Regions from separate parts of the Mus musculus genome. Here region 2 is linked to region 1. A link is a contact called in public ChIA-PET data. All regions are on one chromosome and are shown on one strand. The core of a region is the stretch at or near the end of the contact, and the rest is flanking DNA. Distances in the headings are between cores, read along the strand shown.

What was found. ChIA-PET counts read pairs in DNA pulled down with a chosen protein or histone mark.
Region 2: an RNA polymerase II ChIA-PET map of effector CD8 T cells shows a contact between it and region 1, with 7 read pairs. The contact joins two enhancer-like sites. A contact is called at or near these places in 5 of 39 promoter capture datasets (cranial neural crest, embryonic stem cells, fetal liver and 2 more), 1 of 484 Hi-C or Micro-C datasets (the G1E-ER4 cell line) and 2 of 115 datasets of contacts at active chromatin or transcription factors (bone marrow-derived macrophages and effector CD8 T cells).

The regions. Positions count from the first base shown.
Region 1 is chr15:36,301,140-36,307,621 of GRCm38.p6, forward strand. No RefSeq gene overlaps it. Among named protein-coding and RNA genes, the nearest start is that of Gm41294, 15 kb to the right of the region's middle. Within about 2 kb of position 3,097, at least 58 of the 459 cell types and tissues checked have an H3K27ac peak or open chromatin away from gene starts, as enhancers often do. A contact at or near this core is called in effector CD8 T cells, where this site is marked.
Region 2 is chr15:36,560,986-36,567,781 of GRCm38.p6, forward strand. No RefSeq gene overlaps it. Among named protein-coding and RNA genes, the nearest start is that of Snx31, 8.8 kb to the left of the region's middle. Within about 2 kb of position 4,771, at least 37 of the 459 cell types and tissues checked have an H3K27ac peak or open chromatin away from gene starts, as enhancers often do. A contact at or near this core is called in effector CD8 T cells, where this site is marked.

The DNA.
Region 1 (6,482 bases), core at 1,847-4,346:
AAGGGAAACCCCCTCTCTCTTCCTCTTCTTCTCTCTCTCCTCTCAATCTTCCCCTTCCAGGCAACTCCGAGATTAACAATTTACCTTTCCCTAATTATAATAAAATTGTTCTTGAGATTGTTTACTTAGATTTCATCTTTTATTCCAGAAAATTAGCAGTTCTGAGAAACTGTTACTGTTATGCTGTGTTGATAACAGGTGCAAACTAGATCAATACCTCCAGCAAGCAAGTTCTTAAGAGACTAAGGTTTTTAAATCTTTATCCATTAATGGCACTTCTAGAAATCCATCCTATGGGTGTAACCATCAAAATAGACAAAGATTAATGCACACAGATAAATACTATTATAGCTGGGGAAATTGAAAGAGCCTATTTGGAAAGCTATTTGAAAGCTATTGTCTTCTAAGTAAGACGTGTATTCCTTCCTACCAGGAAGGCCACAGAAAAACAGATTCAAACTATCAGTAAAAAGGAAAATGTGTACATTATACTAAAGGCAGGATACCAAACTCCTCATGCAGAGAGATTACAGCTCCAAAGATACATGAAGACAATAGGAATATGTCAAAGCTGGAGGTGCTTGTGTTTAGGGATTACATATATTATCTCCTATTTTTTTATTCTTCTGTTCTTTCTCCAAGTTTATACTGTTCCTGTATTGTGTAGTCTAAGAAAAATCCTGCAATCAAACCAACAGCCAAACAGAAATGCAGGCCCTGGGGCTAGCTTGGGTGGTAAAAGCTTGCTGTGTAAGCAGGAGATAAATTTGGACTCCAGTACTTCTGTTTAAATGAATCTGGGTATATGGCCTTGTGAGCTACTAATTCCAGCACTGGGGAGTCAGAGACTAGAGGGCCCCTGGGGCTGAGTTTGGAGAGAGATCTTTCTTGCCTCAGTAAGAAACAAACATGAGCTGGAAGGTGGGAAAGATGGCTCCATGGGAAAGAGTGTGTTCCGCTTCTGCAAAAGACAAGAGTCTCAGTCCCAGGATCCACACGGAACCAGTCTCCTGGCTCCAGGGGATCCCTCAGCCTTCGTGGACACCTACAGTAACGTGTACACACACACACACACACACACACTTTGGCATGGGGTGCAGGGAGCAGTGTCATTTTCCTTCCTCTGCCTCACCTGATGGTCTGTCTTTGAAGAGGTGCCTGGTACAGAAGCAAATTACAGAAAACCCTAGAAAAGTAGGGTTCTCAGTCTAGGCTGTCCACTGTAAGGTTTGGGGAGCTTTTAAACGCCCTGCTTGCCATCTTCATTCCCTGGCCCCATATCTGAGTCTCAGCATTTACTCAGTCTAAGCCAGTGGTTCTCCCAACCTTCCTGACACTGTGACTCTTTAATACAGTTCCACTTGTTGTGGTGACCCCAAGTATAATGTTATTTTCCTTTTTATCTCGTAGCTGTAATTTTGCTACTATTATAAATCATAATGTAAAATCTATGTTTTCTGATGGTTCTAGGCAAACCTTGTCCAAAGGGGTCAGGACTCACAGGTTGAGAACCACTGGTCTAAGGTGAGCCCTGCCTTCAGCTTGTTCTAAAACGTCCTGTATGATTCTGATTGTTTCCCTGAGTCCCACTGCTTTCAGACCCCAGTTCTATGAGCCAGCACTTTCCTGTCTTATTTCTAGGCAGGAAGTCACCCCAGAGCTAGCCAGAATCTCCAGAGGCTGTCTTAGATCCGTCTTGGCAGCAGCTACAGCCTGTGTTGTTTTTCAAAGGTGTTTACTGTCACACTGACAACTGTCTGCATTGAGGATTGCCTTTATGTGAGGCACCAATATAAGTGAACAATTCTCACAAGCTTGGGAGACCCAACCCCCCCCCCCCCCATGCCCAACAAACTGTGATCCTACAGTAAAATAGCTTAATTGAAGCAATTTTCTTGCTTTGGAAATGAAATACTCAACTTGTGTTCAGAGAGGACACATAGAAACAGGGAAATCTCCACCATTATCAGGATTATACAGAGTCTGGTAGTATATAACACATAGCTCCATTTTTATGCCAGAACAACAAATATGCCAAGGGCAGTAAACCTGAACCAACATTACAAATGTATCCAGTGAGCCCTTCACTAAGAACCAGGTACCTGTTCCTAAAGTTTCATTGGGATATTCTCTTTATTGAGTTGCATTTATTTATTTACGTGTGTGTGTGTGTGTGTGTGTGTGTGTGTGTGTGTGTGTGTGTGTAGGTCAAAGGACAACCTTTGGGACTGAACTCAGGTGCCCAGACCTGGCAGCGATCTCCTTTAGCAGCTGAATCACCTTGATAGCCTTCATGTGTTTTCTCAATTTGACAACCTGGATGGGTGCATGTATTATCATCCTCATTTTACTGCCAAGTGAATCAAATCACTAAGATATTTGCTAGCTGAAAAATGACAGCTAGACAATCCTATATTCCCCTTTGTTATTTAAAACAGACTTATTTCATGGTTTTTGGTTACATGTATGTGTCGGTGTGTAGGTGTGTGAATGTGAATGCAGGTGCCTGAGGAGATCGGAGGAGCTGGAGTTCCAGGAAGCCGTGAGCTGTCTGATGTGGTTGCTGAGAGTTGTGTGGTGTTGTTGTGAAGAGTCACCGTGTCCGGGCTTACAGTTTCAGAGGTTTAGTACACTATCATCATGGCGGGAAGTGTGGCAGCATGCAGGCAGACATGCAGCTGGAGAAGGAGCTGAGAGTTCTACATCTCGATCCTTGGACAGCAGAAGGAGACTGTGTACCACACTGGACCTAGCCTGAACACATATAAGACCCCAAAGCCCGCCCCCACAGTGACACACTTCCTCCAACAAGGCCACACCTCCTAATAGTGCCACTCCCTATGAACCAAGAATTCAAACAGGAGACTATGGAGGCCATTCCTATTCAAATCACCACCGAGGTTTTGTTTTGATGCACAGAGACAGCCAGTGGGGGTAGAACAATCATAATGATGCGAAACTAAATATTCTGAGGCTTAAAAGCTGTGGGGTAGAGATAGAGGTCACACACCCAGATTCCTTCAGTAGTGGGACTAGCAATCTAAAGAGAGGAGAGTGTGGGGACCGACAATGGGGCGTGGCAACAGCCCAGAGCTTTGCAAAGCTGCAGCAGAACACTATACAGGCTAGTTACAGAGCAGGTTGAAGTGGTCCTGTGAGCTGCTTATCTGCTTGATGGAAAGTGAATGAGGCAGCCGGCTGGGGGCAGACAGAGAACCTTTTGAAAGACACTGACAAGCCAGAAAGGAGAGGGCAGGGGAAGCTGAGGAACAAAACCAAACAGCTCCTAAGGTGAATCCTGCCGCTGAAATCCCGAGGTAACCTGGGGTTCCTGATGACATCGAGTCAGGAGGCTCTTCCTGCTGCGTGCTGAATTTGCTGGATTCCAGAAGGACCCGTGGAGCCTAGAGCCCCGTTTCAATCCGTGTTTATGGCTCCTTCCCTAATATTAGATGTAACTTGAGCTGTCCCTCAGAACCAAAAAAGCCTCAGGAAAACACTCTTAGAAGCGCAGACGTGGTAGTACACCCCTTCAGAATTACTATGCCCCTATTTATAGTTTTGATTTTCCCCTTTGTGCTAGGCTATCGACTGTCACTTTTGACTGCTATGGTATGCTGGTTTCTGCTGTCCACTCTTTGTAAAAGCTGCCCAGGGTCTTGGACACTAAGTCTGGAAGTTGATGGGAGCTCGATTTTTTTCGTTTTGTTTTGTTGTTTTTAAGTAAAGGTAAATAGGTAAAGTGGGAAGGCTGAATTTCCAGAGCATGTAAATTATCTCAATGCAGTTGTTATAAAAGTTAAATGAATGATAACAGATGTCTAGTGTCACGTGACAGTTAGCCTATAATATTTTGAAAATTCAGTCTGACAGCTCAGCCTCTAACCTTGTTTACTTTTTACTCTGGGCTCTAATCCAAGCCATGAATGACTTTTCCAAAGCATCCTTTGGTTCTGAGGAGTCAAATGCAGTGGAGCCAGCCCAAGTAATGGGGAGGAAATTCATGTTAAGAGATCAAACAACCTAAGGAGAGAAACTGCATGTGCTCAGACAGCTTGTCTGTCTTCTCCCCTTGCTTTCCTGATCTCTTGTTTCATTTCCCTCTTATAGATTATTCTATATCTCTGCAAAATGGTTTTTTTTTTTTGGGGCGTTGTTGTAGTTTATTTATGAGACAAGGTCTCATGCAGCCCAAGTTGGACTTAAAACTCTCCCTATAGTTAAGGGTGGCCTTGAACTTCTGATCCTCCTGACTCCAGCTCCTTGGTGATGGAATTGCAAGTGTGTACCAGTATACCTGGTTTATGCAGTGCTGGGGCTTCAACCCAAGGCTGCACACACATACTAACTAGGCAATAGTTTATCAACTGAGCTATACCCTTAGACTTGGGCTGTCACGTTTCTGAGTAGGTCAACTCTTCATACTATGCATAATCTTAGCCCAAATTCAACTCATGACCTTATATCTTCAATGTCAGCACTGCCCAATTCAGCCCTTGTGTATGAGACTATGTTTGCCCTGGTTTGGGTTGAGTGTCTGTCCCTGGTTAGATTAGTCAGTCAGGAAGCAGAGCAGGGAAAGGCTCTATTACTCAAGGAACCTGTCAGTCTGCAAGCAGGATGACCCAGAGAACTATTTGACAGGGATGAAGTGATGGACTGTTTGACCAGTGTGATTTCAAAACAGATGGTGACATGTCAGATATTTTGTACTTGGCCAGTAAAAGATACAATGCAGAAGAATTAATTAACTAATTAATTAATTAATTAATTAAAAGATACAATGCCTGGCATGTTCATGGCCACTTTGTAATAGTGAAACTAACTCAAGACAATAGCAGATACCATGCTTCAGAATCCTGGCGTAGCAAATATAACATCTGCTTTACCATCCACAGAGCTTCTCACTTCTTGGTTTCTTGCTTTGAAAGAAATATGCCAAACCAATCTCTATTGTTGAAGCCACTTCTATTTACATACATTAAATTATTTTGCTTCTATGCAAATGCACATAGACATATAGATTATGTAGTTTGATCCTATGAATCAAAAGCACAGATTAATAATTGGATCGGAGGTTTGTCCCGGAACTTCACCCAGGCCTCTGATTCCCAAGTCCTTTCTTAACAGTTTCCATGCTCAAGTCCATGCTCCTTGGCTCATTGGGTCTGAAACCTCCCTGCTTCTCAGCATCCTCTGGGTCCCTCCTCGGTTGGGTTCCCTCACTGCTGTGCTAGAGATGTGATGCCTACATCCTTTGCAGTGCAGTGATTGCAGCTCCAGGATTTCCCACGTCTGGGGTCTTTAGCATCACCTGCCTTCCATTTATTTGCTTTCCGTGTGTTCCAAGCTCTTTCCCAGCCTCATTCCTCCTCCTTTTCTGGGAACACCACTTAACTTCTACTCTGTTTCTTCCCTTTGGTTCAGTGTGAGAAGGATTCGTTCTCTCATGGTGAATCTCAATCTCTCTGCTTCTCCTGCAACCCATCTCTACAGTGTGTCTCTTCAACTGCTCTCTGTTTACCTCGATAGAAATGCTTTCTAATCTTGTAACCTCTTTGCATAGACATCAAATGTACCACAGACCTAAATGTAAAACACAAAACCACAAACCTTTTAGGGAAAAATCAGAGAGTCAGGCATCAGGCAATGGTTTGAGATGGAATGCAAAAGCATGAATCATAAGAGTAAGAGGGATCCATTAGATGTCAATGAAATTATTCAAAAGACACTAGAGAAAACAAAAAGTCAAGCCACAGACTGAGGAAAATGTTGATTAAAAAATATAATTCAGAACGTGTAAAGATTCTCACAATTGGGAGTTGGAGAGATGGCTCAGTGGTTAAGAACACTTGCTCTTTCAGAAGACCCAGGCTGGAGTCCCAGCACCAACATGATGGCTTGCAAATGTCTGTAGGCAACAGGTATGTATGCAATGCAAATGCATACATGAAGGCAAAGCACTCATAAACAAAAATTCAAAAATAATTTTTCCTAAAGACTCTCACAATCCAATAAGAACAAAACACCATCCTTAAAAAAGCTAAAGATTTGAGCAGACACTTTTGCACAGAGCAGGTATAAAGGGCAAGCAAACAGATGAAGAAACCCTCCTTTTACTTGGCAGAATGCACATGTAGCAGGTAATGCTCCAGTTACAGGTATCATGTCCCAGCCAAACTGTAAGTCAAAATTAATATTCTCAACCTGCCAGACACCATAGCTTATCCTGATTCATCTTAAGAATGCTCAAAACACTTGTGTGAGACTATGGTTGGTTAAAACTAACACAAGCTCATTTTATACAGAACAGCTCATGAATTTTTAAAAATAAATATCTTTTTAAAAAGATTTATGTTCTCTATACAGCACACTGTAGCTTTCTTCAGACACACCAGAAGAGGGCATCAGATCCCATTACAGATGGTTGTGAGCCACCATGTGGTTGCTGGGAATTGAACTCAGGACCTCTGGAAGAGCAG
Region 2 (6,796 bases), core at 3,521-6,020, 260 kb after region 1:
GTTTGTGCAACTATTTTATACATGAGTATACTTGGGGGTTCGTAAAATCTTCAGACGAAAGGGAGAGAAAATTAAGCCCCAAACCAGGCGATCTCTAAAATGCCCCTCCCCCACACTTCTATCATTTTGTGCTTAAGAAGAAATTCTGATTATAAAAGATAAAGGTGCTAATCCCCTTGGGAGCACCCTAGCAGCCTCCCCAAATCTCACAAGGTGTCAGGAAAAGAGGGGGCCCCTGGGGGAAAGCACTTATGGATACCTGACCTGCTAAGCTTAAGCCCACTCTAAGTGGTGTATTTTTACTGCCTCATATGTAAAGAGTAAGGGAGTTAAGTAACATACCAAAGATACAGAAATCATGAAGGTCAGCACCCAAATTCAAATACAAAACAATGTGTTTGCTTTGTGTGCTGACTTTTGGTGAAAGCCAAGGGCTGCACTGCTTCCAGTCAACTCCTGTAGCCCAGCCCAGTGAAGACCACTGAGGGATGACCCTATCATGCTAGGGAGTGCCTTGCCGATTCTGATCTGATTTAACCTAATTTGATGAGAAGAGAGCCTTCAGAATACCATAGGAATGAGGCATGAGCTAGAAACCCACTGGAGACAGAAACAAGGCGGTGCCTATGCTCAGTGATCCGGCTCTGCCCAGCACGGAGGGCGGGAGTGGGGCCTCGAGGAGGGAAGTCGTGGAAGGAGCATTGTCAACGCTCAGGTTTTCCTTTCTTCTTTTGGGATGGCACAAGTCAGCTTTCCCTAGTTCCCTAGCTCAGCTGGCAAGCTAGAGCCACTTCCCATCCCCCACCCCTACACATTCCTGGGGTGTTTATACCAGCAATGGTCCCAGTCTGAGAATCTGGTCCCGTCCTGGCCTTTTGGTTTTGGTTTTGGTTTTGGTTTTTGGTTTTTCCAGACAGGGTTTCTCTGTGTAGCCCTGGCTGTCCTGGAACTCACTCTGTAGACCAGGCTGGCCTCCAACTCAGAAATCTGCTTGCCTCTGCCTCCCAAGTGCTGGGATTAAAAGCGTGTGCCACCACTGCCCAGCCCATTCCTGGTCTTATCGACAGCATCCAGAAAACGTGGCCATGCCCTATGAACATACCTGCAAGTGTATCTGTGCATAGTCTCTGATCTACTAGACCATAACACCTCTATTCCTGTATTATTGAATTTAAAAATAAATTAATGCTAATAGTGGTCAGATAAAATCCATAGGAAGCCACAGCTTATACTGAGTTCCTGTGCTAGGCCCAACTGGCAAACCAAGGTGGGGTCACTCACGCTATGTTCCACTGCACTGTGAAATAACAGGGCTGCTTCTCCAAACGTCCATAAAATGAGGAGAGAGGGGAGAGAGAGGGGTACGGAGAAGGGGGTAGGGAGGATGAGAAGGGGAGGGGAAGAGAGAGGGAGAGGGAGGGAGGGGGAGAGAAGCAGACAAACTGTAGGACACCCGCTGCTCTAGCCTAAGGAGAGTGACTGGGAAGCAGCTGATTTGCATGTGCCTACATGCATGTGCACACACACAAACACACAACAGTATGCGTGAGTGCACATACAAGCACATGCATACATAACTCAAGCACATGTCCACAGAAACAGGAACACATGCACACACATGCACACTTCCACAAAAACATGTATGCACTCAGATAATGCAACCAAGTATATGCATACACATGAACTCACACATATCAGAAATGCATAGATACACATATACAATTGGACTCTTGCATGTAGGCAAATACAAACATGCCTACATGCACATTCACATACATACATGAGCACACCCATGTGTATACATACATACACACATGTGCACAAGTTAGGAGCTTGAGTCTTTGAAGACTGCTAAGGAGACACTGTAGTGCCTCCTTCAGGACTCACAAAGCATCATGAACAGAGCACCAAAATGACCAAAATGGAAAAGTGCACAGGAAGGAAGGCCGCAGGCCACAGAAAAGAACGGTGAGGAAGCCACAGCCCACAGAGCTGCCTGCTAGAGAATGGTGGGAATCCCAGCTCAGTGAGCATGCTCAGGGGAGACTCCAGCGAGCAGACCTGGCCACAGGCTCCTGGGCTGAGCACAGAATCCTCCCTTGGAACCACCACCAAAGCACTCTTTTGGTAGCCCTGGAGGCATGGATGGAACGATGCTAGAGGAAACTGGGCCCACTCTCTTAACAGAATCAAGCACAGGCCTTGCAGTGGCAAATCAGTGGACATCTGGATGCTGCTGCTGCTGCTGCTGCTGCTGCTGCTGCTGCTGCTCTTCCTCCTCCCCCTCCTCCTCCCCCTCCTCCTCTTCTTCTTCCTCATCTTCTTCCTCCTCTGCCTCTTCTTCTTCCTCCTCCTTCTCCTGAGCTGTGGACTCTTTTATTTTTTATGAAAACGAAGTCTGGGGAGGCCCTCTCAGTTGGGTTCTGCATAAAGCTAGCGGGGAAATAATTGGACCTGCAATATTAAGATGCTAATTTACTCATGAGGGATAAGACATGGCTAGTAATTAATATCCCTTTATTGAATAAGCATTTAGAGAACGTATTTCATGACTCTGTCTAGTGCCATGCAGCTTGAGGTATCCTGGTGGGAGATTGGCACTCACACTCAGGAGCTGCAGGCTCAGTGGGCTCTGCCTGTGGCTTCTATGCAGTGCCCTCCTGCCTTCCTCCTCTTGGATGTGGACTACCCACCTCAGGACTTTGCTTCAGTGTTTTCTGACTCCTGAACACTTGATGGGTCCTTCCTCTTTCATTCTCACCTCTCCTATCCCCTAGTCAAATTTATTTTCCTTCAAGATGTCTTACCCCTAAAGCTAAAAAAAGAATTTTCTCTTTATCTGATATTAAAATCATGGCGACTGGGGTTGAAGCAAAGATTGTTACTTCTTAGTATTTTTTAGTTTGCTAAAATTGTTTGGAGGATTTTATACTCCATAAATTCTGTGTGTGTGTGTGAGAGAGAGAGAGAGAGAGAGAGAGAGAGAGAGAGAGAGAGAGAGAGAGAGAGAGAGAGAGAGATTCATTATGTAGCTCAGGTTGGCCCAGCAAGTACTGTAGACCAGGCTGGCCTTAAATCCTGGATCAGGGAGGGAGGGGGGAGCAGGAAAAGGCTTTCTATACTAGAGAAAAGCCAGCAGCTCTGGGATTGTCTCCAAAGAGGATGATTGACACAGAACTTAGAACTGGAGCTTGCTTGAAATGAGGCAAAGCCAGACACTGGGTGAAAACTGCCCTTCACCTTGCTCATCACCCTGACTAAACTGTGAACAAGCAGGACACTGGGGAGTTGATTGCTCTGCTTTGCCTAGACAAGGCAGGACTCTACCCCAAGTTCCTACTCCACAGGAAAGTCTCTTGGATCTTCTGGGCCTAGTGGTCAAAGCCTGGCACTGCCCTGAGACCTCTGCCCACAGAGAAATCCCAATTTCCACAGAGGAACCTAGGAACTTGTTGTCCAGGTTAAGTCCCTATCGTTTGTAATAGACTCAGGAGCTGCTTGGTCTGAACTTCCTGCTTGCTCGGGCGGCCTTTACTCTTCTCAGCTCTCTGATGGTGTCGAGGACTAGGTAGTTACCAGCTTTGGCAGTTTAACATCAGCTAAGACTTCAGCTGCCTTCTTAGTTCTCCGGCCTCACTGGAGAACCACTACTAGGTCTCCAGCAGAAAGGCATTGTGTGCCTTGTTATCAGACTCTGAAAGGAGTTAAGTGGACAAAGCTAGTTTCAAAGTAACTTTTTACTATTTCACTATTTAAAGGTGTAGTGAGTTGGCCTGATGCTGCTTGTATTCTAATGCTAAATACTGGCTCTCGGGATGAGGTGACTGCTCATGTGCAGATAGATCCTCATCACACCTAGTGATGCTGTGTAAACCTTGCTCCCCTATTTACCTGGTCAATAGAGGGCTGGACCCTGTGATTGGGCCGTGTAAGGAGAAAGGTAAGAAGGACTTGAGGATGGAGTGAGGGGGATGCAGGTAGAGGGAGGAGAAGAGGAGACTGAGCTGGAGGAAGCCACAGTGAAAAAAGATGGACCATGAGTCCAAGGCAAGTGACAAGGGATAAGGGACTTTATAGTTGGGGAATAATTAAAAATAGCTCCAAACCTGTCCAGGCGTATGACTTGTAAATAAAATAGTGTGTTTGTGTATCTTTTATACGGGCTAGCTAGAATTACAAATTCATTTTACATAAAGGAACTTGCCTTACAATGACTGCTTTCTTACAGTAATCAACTATGGTAAATGACTGGATATAAAAAAAGTGTAAATAAAGTTTATGTAAGGTCTAAGGATATGAAAGTGAAGTAGGTTGTAACGGTTTAAAAAGTATTTTAGCATCTGTAAATGCAAGTTATAAAGGTCTAAGAAAGTGTTTTAAGGTGTGTAGATTGTAAAGGTCCTACTGAAATGATTTAAAGTATATTTAAAAATGGAAAATGTTTCTAGCTTTCCCCTTCTCTATGCTATTTTTTTAAAAGATTTATTTCATGTATGTGAGCGCACTGTCACTGTCTTCAGACATCAGAAGAGGACATCAGATCCCCATTACAGGTGGCGGTGAGCCAACATGTGGTTGCTGGGAATTGGAGTCAGGACTTCTGGAAGAGCAGTCACACCACTCAGTGCTCTTAATCGCTGAGCCATCTCTCCAGCCCTACGCTATTGTTATGTGAAAAATATAACAATATTCTTCTGGCTTGAATGTGCTTGGTACACAGGAAGTGGCATTGTTAGGAGGTGTGGCCTTGTTGGAGAAAGTGTATCACTGTGGGGGAGGGCTTTGCGGTCTCCTGTGCTCAGGCTCCTCCCAGTGTGGAAGACAGTCTCCTGACAGCCTTTGAAACAAGATGTGGAACTCTCAGCTCCTCCAGCACCACGGCTGCCTGGATGCTGCCATGCTTCCTACCTTGATGATAATGGACTCAACCTCTGAACCTGCAAGTCATTCCCGATTAAATGTTTTCCTTTATAAGAGTTGCCTTAGTCGTGGTGTCTAAGCAATGAAACCCTCACTAAGATAACTTCAAAAGTTCAGAACAAATGGAGTTCTGATAATCTATTAATCTGCTCTGGTAAGCACTGGCTGCTACCATCAGAGTCACACCACTCAAGATCATAAATTCCCCTTGGTTGTTTTCTGAGTATAGACTTATTGCTTCTCAATGTGCTAAAAAAAAAAATCTGTGTCCAATATATATGCCCAGCCCTCTGGAAAGAGTGTTCATGCTTTTAACTCAGAATCATTTCTGGGTCTCCAAGCTTCGACTATGACCCAAAAGCATGAGTCCACTGCTCTTTCTACAATGCAGATTTCAGTACAACAGTGGTAATGTTAACAGATCTAAAACTTGTATCTCTTTTTTGTAAACTTAAAAAAAAAAATCCTTGTAAGCTTCGTGGAATCAACTCGAATCCACCTCTCAAGGTCAAATGGACTCCAGATAAGTACTGTCAATCAACGCATGTTCCCCACCCACCTACCCCTGAGGATCAGAGTCCCACCCCCAACCCCTGCTCTCACTGGTCTTGGGACTCCTCTCCCCTAACTACCAGGATCATTGAGCTAAACATTTCAAACTATATACCTAAAAAAAAAAAATTTCCCCTGAACTTTTGAGACAGGGTTTCTCTGTATAGTCCTGGCTGTCCTGGAACTCACTTTGTAGACCAGGCTGGCCTTGAACTCAGAAATCCGCCTGCCTCTGCCTCCCCAATCCCCTGAACTTTTCACCTTTACCTTCCATCTCTAATATATATCTGTTCCAGCAGATTTCCAATCATTCAGAGACTGCAAAGTGATCCAACCTAGTCTGCACTTCCCTAGCCCCAAGGTCCCAGAGCCTGAACAGAAACGCCTTGGCCAACGGTCCAGCTTTCTTGGGTCCTCCAAGATGCCAATGCCCCTAGACAACAGGAAACAGTCTAAAGAGGACGGTGGTTTCTACCACCACCCGTCCCCATCTCCTTACCTTTTAAAATAAACAAAAGGGCGGGATGTTAGAAGCAGGTGTTCCATCACCCCATGCCTTTAATCCCAGCACTTGGGAGGCAGAGGCAGGTGGATTTCTGAGTTTGAGGCCAGCCTGATCTACAAAGTGAGTTCTAGGACAGCCAGGGCTATACAGAGAAACAACCCTTACACTTATTTCTTGCAGAAGACCCAGTTTCAGTTCTCAACACCCACTTGGCCGCTCACAACTGTTTGCAATTCCAGTTCCAAGGGTACACTCTGTCTCACTTCTGATATCTGAGAGATCATGGGGTGCATACATATATAGAGATGCAAGCAAAACACCACAAAACACGAAAATAAAACCAGTAAATCTGAAAAAGAAAATCCCAGCAACAACAACAACTGTTGACCCTCCTGCATCTGCCTCATGAGTGTGGAGATTGCAATGTTTTGCCACACTTGGAGACATGAATTAATTCTTTTTTTTTTTTTTTTTGTAATTCAAAAATATATTTGCAAATAAAAACTGTTAATACCTCAAGAAAGGTCACAGGTAAGAAGATGAAGAAGATGTGGGTGACTATAGCTCCAAGAACTCAAGAAGCTGGACTCCAGAAAATCAAATAACCCTATTAAAAATGGGGTACAGAGCTAAGCAAAGAACTCTCAACTGACAAATACCTAATGGCTGAGAAGCACCTGAAAAAATGTTCAACATCCTTAATCATCAGGGAAATGCAAATCAAAACAACCCTGAGATTCCACTCTTTTTCTTTTTTCTTTTCTTCTTTTTTTTCTTTTCTTTTCTTTCTTTCTTTCTTTCTTTCTTTCTTTTTTTTTT